2 separate regions of the Capsicum annuum genome follow, and region 2 is linked to region 1. Evidence: chromatin contacts called from public Hi-C data. All regions are on one chromosome and are shown on one strand. The core of a region is the stretch at or near the end of the contact, and the rest is flanking DNA. Distances in the headings are between cores, read along the strand shown.

Region 1 (5,618 bases), core at 2,967-5,466:
TGCAAACCAGTGGCTAAGTTATCAGGTTGAACAATTGAGAAGTCACCACTCTCCCTACTAGGAAGAGGTCTGGTAGTTTGTTTTGTTTTCTTTTTTTGTTTTCTAAATTATTTTAGGGTTGTAGTTCAGGATCTATCTTGTTTTGTCCCTTTGTCGTTTATGTTCAAACCCTTTTCTCTTTTATTTCAACAAATAAAGTGTCCCTTTTCCTTTGTGTTTTAAATATTTGTTATTTGTTTATTTTCTTTACATATTACATTTTATGTTGATTCTAGTGATATGACATGCTAGTGGAATTTTTAGGCAGATCTTAAAATCTAGTTTAAGCATAAACTTTGAATCAGAGGGCTAAAGTTAGAAAAAGCATCTGAGAAAATTAATAGGGTGTTGGCACATTTGGTGACCATGTTGAACCTTTCAAAATTAAGGCAATTATTTTGAGAATCACAAGAACAATTTGGTCATCAATTGACAAACATAGCTCAATTAGGTCAAATAGCGGATGTGTGATCTCGAGGAACAGAACAAAAATCAATTCCACGAAATCATGAGTCACTCAATGTGAGGGATGTACAACAAATATAGAGTTGTATGTTTGACAAGTGTAGAAGAAGAGGTGGCACACATGCTCGGGAAAGTTAGTGTTATAAAACATGCCATAAGTGATATTGATCATGCACTACCTCTTTGTTTGAAGCTTTGTTTCCCCTAATTCTGAAACACAACACTTTTACATTGCATGCTATGTACTAGCATCTTCAAGGATTGATATGACGAAAATATTTCATTCTGCTATCCAAATATTATGTTATCCTTTGTTTACCCCATTTGATCTTTAGTTCTGTTTCTTTCATACTCCTCTTTTGGAATCAAGATAGAGTCAAAAAGTTAAAAAAAAAAAACTGTAAAGTAAAAGATTAGAGTCAGAAAAGTTATCAAAAAGGAAGAAAAGAGAAAAAAAATGTGTCCAAAAAGAAAAAAAAGAGAACAGTATCAAGAAAAATAGAGTCAGAAAAAGTTCAAAAAGAGAAAAAGAGTCAATAGAAAAAAGAAGAAGTCAGAATCATGCAAAACAAGTTGTCAGAACTACACGTGTCCTGATTCTCCTCTGTCGGAGGTGAGATACGTAGGCTGCCCTACTCTGGGCTCGGTCCAACCAAATAAAAAATTTATAATTTACCAGTCAAAAGAAACTGGGGCATGAATTAATCCTCATTGTTTGAGTCAATTCTAAAAGTTGTAAGTCCTGCCCCATTTCAAGTGTTGTTTGGGCCTCATGTCATCCTTTCTTTCTAACCTTATCCAAAGCCAAGTTACAACCAAGAAAGACCTTCAGATCAATCTTTGAGAATGCTAAGGCTAAGTATGCAATGGATATGATGATGTATTTTGGGTACTATTTGTCTTCCTCAGTATAAGGAATCTAGAGAGAAATAAAAATGAGAGTCTTATTGGTGAAAACCCTTTTGGGCACCGTAAGATGATGGTAAGTTGAGGGAAATAAAAATGAGAGAGTTTTATTGGTGAAAACCCTCACGGGCACCATAAAGCGATGGTGAGCTGAGAGAAAAATAAGAGAGGCTTGTTGGCAAAAATCCTTCAAGGTGTCACTAGCCGAATGGGGTCTTAAATGCAATTGACCTAAGGAAACAACTCAATTTCAGGACCATTAACTCAAGAATAACTGGTAGAAAGTTTGGATGGAAAGATCAAGGAGATTAATCTGATATGCATGTCATAATCATTAGAGTTGACTATCATTTCCACAAACTTTTCTTTCATTTTTTTTCAATAGGGACATTCATTGTCGTTTCTTTCTTCTCTATAGTTATATTTTTATTTTCTTGAGTCAGTTATACAAATAAAAAAAATTGTTTTCATGTTTCTCTTGTCTTTGAGTCCAGTCCATGTCAGAATAAATGACAAAGGATTTCGAAACTGGCTACCAACTTCTTTAATTACACAAAGAAAGACAAAAGGACAACATATGAAAGGGACATGATTGTGAGCCGAAAAAGGGCAGGCAGAAAACTTTGTCAACAGGCAAATCTGGGAACTCATGAAAATACCAAGGTTTAAAGGGTTTATCTGAGAAGCATGGCAAATTAGAGATATTGTGTTTATTTTAGAGTTACTCTTAATAATTTGAGTTTGGGTCAATGACGCAACAAAACAGGGGTAAGTGCCAGCAATCTGAAACAAAATAAAGGGAATGGTGACTGGAGCAGGTGTCGGGACAGCCAAGGGCTGTAAGCCACCACTATGTTTTTAACTGACAGATTTTCTTTGTTGAAACAGGGGCAAAATTGCTTCACTTAATTCAGATACCATTGGAAAAGCACATCTGTGGTAATTTACTTTATATTCAGGACCCTCCTGAAAAATGGGGATTAACTTTCTGTTCAGGACCCTCCTGGAAAATGAAAATTTAATTTCTGTTCAAGACCCTCTTGGAAAATGGGAATTTACTTTATGTTCAGGACTCTCCTGAAAAATAGGAATTTACTTTATGTTCAAGACCCTCCTGAAAAATGGGAATTTACTTTCTATTCAAGACCCTCCTGGAAAATGAAAATTTACTTTATGTTCAGGACTCTCCTGGAAAATAGGAATTTACTTTATGTTCAGGACCCTCTTGGAAATGGGAATTTACTTTCTGTTCAGGACCCTCCTGAAAAATGGGAATTTACTTTCTGGTCAGGACCCTCAAATAGGAATTTACTTTCTGTTCAGGACCCTTCTGGAAAATGAAAATTTACTTTATGCTCAGGACCCTCCTGGAAAATGGGACTGGGAAATAAGACGTTACTTTATGTTCAGGACCTTCCTGAAAAATGGGACATTACTTTATGTTCAGGACCTTCCTGAAAAATGAGAATTTACTTTCTGTTCAGGACCCTCCTAGAAAATGAGAATTTACTTTCTGTTCAGGACCCTCCTGGAAAATAAGAATTTACTTTTTGTTCAGGACCTTCCTAGAAAATGGGAATTTACTTTCTGTTCAGGACCCTCCTGGAAAATGTGAATTTACTTTATGTTCAGGACCCTCCTGGAAAATGAGAATTTACTTTCTGTTTAGGACCCTTCTGAAAAATGTTAATTTACTTTCTATTTAGGACCCTTCTTGAAAATGTTAATTTACATTATGTTCAGGATCCTTCTGGAAAATGGGACCATGCTTTCAAAAATGAAATCCTTCTTTATCATAATCTTAGATTGGGATAATTTTCATTCTAGTTTTGATTTTGGGTTTCAGGAGCCCGCTTGAAGAATAAGGTGATGAAATGGCAAGTCAGGAGCCCTCTTGAAGAACAGGGTGATGAAATGGCAAGTTAGGAGCCCACCTGAAGAACAAGGTGATGCAATTACAAGTCAGGAGCCTGCCTGAAGAACAGGGTGATGAAATTACAAGTCAGGAGCCCTCCTGAAGAATAGAGTGATGAAATTACAAGTTAGGAGCCCGCCTGAAGAACAAGGTGATGCAATTACAAATCAGGAGCCCGCCTGAAGAACAGGGTGATAAAATTACAAGTCAGGAGCCCGCCTAAAGAATAGAGTGATGAAATGATAAGTCAGGAGCCCACCTGAAGAATAGGGTGATGAAATTAAAAGTCAAGCAACAAAGTGAAGGGATTGAAGGTCAAGTAACAAGGGTGAGAGATGAAAAGTCAAGCAACAATGTGAAGAAATTAAAAGTCAAGAAACAAGTTGAAGATACTACAAGTCAGAAGTCCGCCTGAAGAATAGGAGCCGCAGATCGAAACCTCGACAGAACCTCAATCGACTCTCCAACTCGGTATAGTTATTCTCCTTTCCTTGGAGGTATCTGAGATTAGTTTCATGTCCTGATGTAGACTCGATTTTCCTCCTTCCTTCTATTTTATTCTTTTGAATAATGGTCGGGATAAAATTGTCTCGGTGTCTACTTCTTTGTCTGAAAACACTTCGTGTTTAAATTCAAAGGGGGCATGTTGTAGACATCTAATTTTGTCCCTACCGAAGTCTAATTTATTCATTTTTAACTCACCTTAATTTATTCATTTTTAACTCACCTTACCACGCACCCTCATTCATGTGATTATACCCTTCCAACTAATTTTTTCTTATCCTAACCTACTTACCCACTCCATTACGATCCCATACGCAATTCACACCAATAACGAAAGGGACACGTATGTTCACACATGAACATACACAATTCCAAAAGGGGAAAAACCTAATATACACACCCATATAACAAAACAGGGAAGGGGTCCCATAAAAGATTGTCAGAATACGGCACACCACACTTCACTCATTATAAATTTATCTTCTACACAATTCTCTCACCAAGATCAGACGAAAATCTTCTTCACTGCTTCCACGAGTTTCACACACACGAATTGAGAGGGGATTCTTCTTTTTCTTCTCCACGAAATACTACACAGACCCCGGATCACACAATTTTTATTCATAGCTACACACTCAATTCACGATACACAGCTTCTATGGAACACAGAACACACACACTCACCTCTCCATAATCCTCACAGATTCTCTTTCACTCACCAACACACACAGATATATACACTAAATCGCGTACACACACACGTAGCTGAGGTAAATGGAGAAGGGATAATGGTATAAATGCGGCGTCTCAACTGTATTCCGACGACCCTTCTCGCTGAAATTGGTTTACAAGTTGGTCTTCCTGATCGATTCAAGCTTTAAAACTCCAAAATATCTTTTTGTTGTTCTGTGTTTTTGATTCCCTATCGTGATTGACTACTTTGGGCTTATCGAGTTTTGTCTTTGGTTTGGGAATCTGGGTTTCTGTTCATCTCATCCTGATCATCGAGTCCAGTTTTTGGTTTAGAACTCCCCAATATTGAAGTTGGAGCCCGTTGCTGGTTGAAGTTCGATTCAAGATTCCGATCATTGTCTTAATCAGGAAGGAGAAATTTTAATTGAAAGCTTCTTCTAAGGTCCATTTTTTCAACTCCTTTTCATTTTACTCAATTTGATATCTTGATCTCGTGACTTGCATGTTTCGTGATGATTGATGATCGTATATTTGAATATCTATGACTTTCGTGGCTTCGATTGGTCATTTCTATATTGAAGCTGATTGTTTAATTGAAAATTTTGAGGGAGCGGGAATTAAAACATTGATAAAAGTGAATATTAGTTTATGTTGATTCATTGATAATCGCTTGATTCGTAATATGCATTGATTTTATTTAAATTCGATAGTCTCATGTTTTAAGTCAATAATTGTTAGGCAAACGATAAGGGGTAGGCAAATTTAAGAACGTTGGATTGATGAATGCTCGAAATGTGTGTTGAATGGTTTTATTTTATCACTTTTAGATCAATTCTACTATTTGGCCAGAAAATGCCCCGATGTATCTGTATATATTTATTCACCGGAGAATGCCTTGAGGTATTTTGTACCTGGAGGACGTTCGTGATAAAGGCCCGAGGCGTCGGGTAGAGCGTAGTTAGGATTAGTGTAGATTAGAATAAGATTTATTTTTTTGCATTTTTTATTTTGGACTGTATAATTGGACTGAACACTATATTTTGAATTTGTTTTATTTCGTGTGTTTGATTAATTGTTTTCTTGTGTTTTGTGTGGT
Region 2 (5,450 bases), core at 2,103-4,602, 110 kb after region 1:
CACCTATACAAAGAATTATATATCATGCAGCCAAAAAATCAAGCAGTCAATAAAAATTAAAAACATATAACAGGCATATGTATTTTTATCATATCAAAACTGTAACCAACACTGAAAAATACATATCAAATATACTAAAAATACATATAGCCAATAGACAGTTCTGGTAGTTAAGCTAAAAAAATACATATCATATGTACTAAAAATACATATATACAATAGACTGTTTTAGTAGTTCAAGCAAAATTAACATGCATGTGTATTTTTTTTCCATATCAAAACTGCAACCAACACTGAAAAATACATATCAAATATACTAAAAATACATAAAGCCAATAGACAGTTCTGGTAGTTAAGCTAAAATTAACATGCATATGTATTTTGATCATATCAAAGCTGCAACTAACACTGAAAAATACATATCGTATGTACTAAAAATACATATATACAACAGACTGTTTTAGTAGTTCAAGCAAAATTAACATGCATATGTATTTTTTCCATATCAAAACTGCAACCAACACTGAAAAATACATATCAAGTATACTAAAAATACATATAACCAATAGACAGTCCTGGTAGTTAAGCTAAAATTAACATGCATATGTATTTTGATCATATCAAAGCTGCAACCAACACTAAAAAATACATATCATATGTACTAAAAATACATATTTCCAACAGACTGTTCTAGAAGTTCAAGTAAAATTAGCATGCATATGTATTTTTTACCATATCAAAACTGTAACCAACACTGAATAATACAAATCATTTATGCTAAAAAATATATATAGCCAATATACTCTTCATGAGCAGTTAATACAATAATATATTTTCACAATTATACTATCATCTTCACAAATCAACATTCTACAATCCCTAAATATCATCATAATATAAAATACATATTAACTACTTCAAAAAAATACATATAACTTACAACTTTAAGCATATCTTTACTTGGAGAAAAATAAATTTTACTCAAAATACATTTACAACAAAAAAATACCTCTTCCTCGCTAACTTCTTCAGAATCATCAGCAAAAGAGATCTGAACATCTCATCAACCTTACTCAAACCTTCAATTTCTTTCGCTTTCCTTTTCTTCTCGATTTTTTTAATTTTTTGTTCCTTCTGGGAAGGCGATTTCTTCAACCGTTTTTTTTCTTCAAAATTTTTTCATCTTCAGCGGATCGTTGCGAAACTTCGACCTAATCTTCTTCGATTTCTCAGATTTTTTCGACTGTAAAGAATTTGAAACAACTTTAACTACATCTTCTTGAGTTAACCCAAGACTAAAAGATAGTCCACAGTCATAGACCAAATTCAACTTCTGTATACCACTATTCATTCATGATTTTGGTGTTTGTTCATCTATTAAAATCAAAAAACCTTAAATTCTGATTTTGAGATATATTAGAGTATACTATTTCTGAAATTTACCTAAAAAAATTCGAACATGCAATAGGTAAATTAAGAGTTACCTGAAATAGATGAAGATAACCTTTACTGATGGTGCTAAAATCGTGCAAAGTGAAAAAAAATTGGAGCGGAAATATATTCTTGAGGGCGAAAAGAACGGCAAAAATCTTTCAAAGTAATGAAAGAGAAAGCTTATGGCGTGAAAAGAAGGAAAACTGAAAGTTACTTCTCCAAGTAGGTAAAAAGTAGGGACCACAATAAAATAATGCTACAAATGTTACAAAATGTAATTTAATAAAATTGTATTATTTTTTGTAATTTAATACTTAAGTATGATACATTATGTATTTTGCCCTATATATTATACGGGATAGTTGAGGTCTCTCTATTAGTCCCTAGAAAGAGCACTAAAATCAATGTAGGTAAGAAAAAATATGTTAATAAACAATGTTACTTTTCAGAGCTACCTTCATTGTTTAAGTACGTTCACAATAATCAATTTTGTGTTGCACCCTCTTATTATAGATTCGGGAGTATAAAAAATGTATTTTGTATGACAGAAATAATCAATAATAAATCAATATCAATTACACATATATACCATAAGAAATGAGCAATATGTAACCCATAATTGATACACATCCATTTGTATTATATTTTGTTTTGTTTTCTTTAAAATATTCGCACATCTTCTGAATACATACAGTAAAAATTTATAATGTTTTGGGGGAATGACTACAGAAGAAAAATATGTCTAATTGTATAAAGGGATTACAACATCATAGTCTAAAATTTAATTTAAAAAAATAATAAGTGAAGTTCTAATGTTGAAGATATTATACGTGCGCTAATTGTTTCAGAAAAAATTATACACTACTTTAACTTTGCATTTACTTCATGAAATATTATTTGTCGCCAAATTCCTTCGAAAGCAAGGCAATTAACAAAATTTTTTGAAAATATCATTTCAATTTTACAGTTCGTTGAGAAATAATAGTTAAAGTTTGAGTTGTATTTTGCATATTCACTTTTTTTTCAGCTAAAATTTAAATAAATATATATGGTGTTTGAGAAAATAACGATAATGAAGTGATAAATATTAAATACCATATATATACCCTACAAAATGTTAGTTTGTATTAACAATGATACATATAACAAATTGAAAATAAATATTATAATATAAAAGACATATATTGTATACACATTTGTATTATTTCTTTTTGATCTTTTAAGTTTGAAATAATCCGCGCAATGCGCGGGGATAGATACTAGTTTTTAAAAAGGACAAAGAAGCACAAAATTGAAATGGTTATTTTTGGGTATTGCTTTGGCCGACAGGTCATTCAATGTCTAATGGTCCAAACTTGGGCTATTTGGTTTGAGATGGGTTATGGAGTGTCCTTTTTTTCTAAAATATATGTCCATTTTATATCTACATGTACGTGAAGGAAGAATTTGTGGTTCCATCAAACTACTAAAAATATTGTGGTTTTCATAGCCAAATCAGATGGCAACCATAATTTTTTTGGTGTAAGTAGTTCGTGATATTGAAACTAGTTGATTTCCATCAAACTACATATTTTTTATATTGTCTTCAAATATCGTAGTTAATAATTGATATTGGTTTTGGAGTTTTTGTTTTAATGCTTTTTAGGATATATTATGCAACATGGTATTTTTTTGTTTCTTTTTGTATTATGGTATTTTATCTGTAGTTTTTGTTTCATTATTTGTGAAATTGATTTTATGTATTCCAATATTTATCTTATGTATTTGTGATAGGTATTGGGGTAAAGACTGATGCTTTTTTTTATTTAACCAGATGCGTTAGAAAGAAAAACTTGTCTAATACATTACATACATTCCCGACTACCAGTTTGGATTAATAGCAAAAAAAAAAAAAAACAGGTGGCTCTGGTTTATTTGAGCATGATTAGTTATAGATCTAATGGTTCTATCATAAGCAGTTCCTAAATGTGTGCCTCCAAGGCTTGACAGATATACACCAGAGGAACTATCAAAACTTGTGTTTCTTCAAAAAGGTCAGATGTTGCTCCTTGTTTCACCAGTACATCCTCCACCTTTTTCTACTCTATGAAGTTATGCTTCACCATCGGGCATCCCATCCTTCTTAGCTTGTACCTGCAATCATCAATGATACCATTATAGAGAGGATTCCCTTCTTTCAGCATTTTAATAGTATCCAAGGAGTCTATATTAATATCAACGGGCAGGTAGTAGTTTTGTTCGCATATTCTCAACCCTTTCGTAAGAGCTAGGAGCTCTATTTGGTTGTTAGTTGCATGAAGGAAACTTTTATTGAACCCTAGGATCCACTCTCCACTCTAATTCCTGATTACACCACCAATTCTACCCCTCCCAGGATTGCCCAAACACGGTTCATCAGTATTCAGCTTGAAAGGGTTTCCCTCAGGAAGATTCCATTTGATGTTGATGATGGTCATAAGGGTTCTAACAGTACTATTAGTAGAGATGTGGATAAAGTCTACTGCCTCAGAGTAGGCTTGGGAGCACTTTTCACTTTGAGTGTCATTGTTTAAGACTGTGGTTTCTATTTCTCCAAATCATCCAAAGGCAGTAGGGTAGAATCTCATCCTACAACAAGAGATTATCAAAGGCTTTCCTCTTAGTCTTACCCCATGTAGCACTCTAATTTGAAGGGTAGAAGTCAGTTAAGGAGAACATAGGGGGCTTAGGGTCCATGTACAGAAGGTCCTTCTAAAAGTGTTGAGAGTTGGTGCATTCAAAGAAGGAATGTTGGTATCTTCTACATGGTGGTTGTAGATTTGGAAATTTGGGTTGATAGGGAGCCCCATTTTGGAGAGGTTATAGTTTGAGGGGAGTCTATCATGGTGGAGAAACCAAAGTAAAGTTTTGATTTTGTTGGGAGATTTTAACTTTCAAATCCAATTGAACTGATGATTATTTCTATCCGTTCCTTTCCACTCTTTACTAGCAAGGAATTTATAGGCAGAGTTGCAAAAGAACTAGCCATTTTCTTTAAGTTCCAAACAGGGGTATCTTACAGGATTCTAGAGTGAAGGAAAAGAGAACACATGATGTGGAGTTTAAGATGCTGAGGGATGTCTATAGAAAGTCCCTCAAAATTCCAGGAATTATTATGCCAGATTTCAAAAAGGGTCAAGGAGTCTTTTGCATGAGTTAGGGGGCCCTTGCTGACACTTCATAAAGAAGTTTAGTAGGGAATCCACTTGTCAGTCCAAAACTTAACCTTATTGCCCTGTAAGACACTCCAGGTACAAGCTTCTTTGCAGTTTTGCCAACCCTTCATGAGGTCTTCCCAAGTTCTGGAGGCATTTGGGTGGTTCCTCATCCCCTCATTACTATAGTTAGGTGTAAAGAATTGTACCCACAGCTTGGAAGGGTTTTTTATAAATCTCTATGCCAAGCTCATAATGAGGAGATTATTTTTAGACTAGCCTTTAGGATGCCTAAACCCCCTCATCTTTTGGGAGGGAACATTAGTCCAAGATACAAGATGTATATTTTTTTTAATTAGTGGTGCCCCAAGTAAAATTTCTTTGGATTCTGTCAATGTACTTTTGGATTTTATTGGAAAGGGTGATGTAATGCATGATGTGGTTTGACATGCTGCGAAGAGAGGCTTTAGCTAGAGTATTTCTACCAGCCATGTTGAGGAAATTAGTTTTTCAGCCGCCCATCTTAGCATTAAGGGAGTCCAATATGAATTGAAAGTGACTATTCTTGGGTTTGCTGGAAGATAGGAAAGCCCATAGACTTGGGTTTCTGCTGGAATATAGGAAAGCCCATATACTTATCAAAAATTTTCTTAGCCTTGATTTGAAGAGCTTGGGCCAAAGAATTTCTGTCCCTTTCAGAACAATTTTAAGAGAAAATGATTTTTGACTTGGAAGCAATGATTTTCTGTCCAGAGTGATAACTGAAACTGGTCAAGGTGTTCATGATGGCATTGCAGTTTTTGGAATCAGCATTGGCAAAAAATTAAGGTCATCAGTAAAAAA

Evidence for each region. Hi-C and Micro-C count contacts between places; a contact is called where the count stands out from the background.
Region 2: a contact with region 1 is called in a Hi-C map of bud, with 2.3 times the contacts expected there. The contact joins two enhancer-like sites. A contact is called at or near these places in 2 of 5 Hi-C or Micro-C datasets (bud and placenta).

The regions. Positions count from the first base shown.
Region 1 is chr3:228,496,760-228,502,377 of UCD10Xv1.1, forward strand. No RefSeq gene overlaps it. Among protein-coding and RNA genes, the nearest start is that of LOC107855975, 120 kb to the right of the region's middle. Within about 2 kb of position 4,217, at least 4 of the 5 cell types and tissues checked have an H3K27ac peak or open chromatin away from gene starts, as enhancers often do.
Region 2 is chr3:228,607,724-228,613,173 of UCD10Xv1.1, forward strand. No RefSeq gene overlaps it. Among protein-coding and RNA genes, the nearest start is that of LOC107855975, 11 kb to the right of the region's middle. Within about 2 kb of position 3,353, at least 4 of the 5 cell types and tissues checked have an H3K27ac peak or open chromatin away from gene starts, as enhancers often do.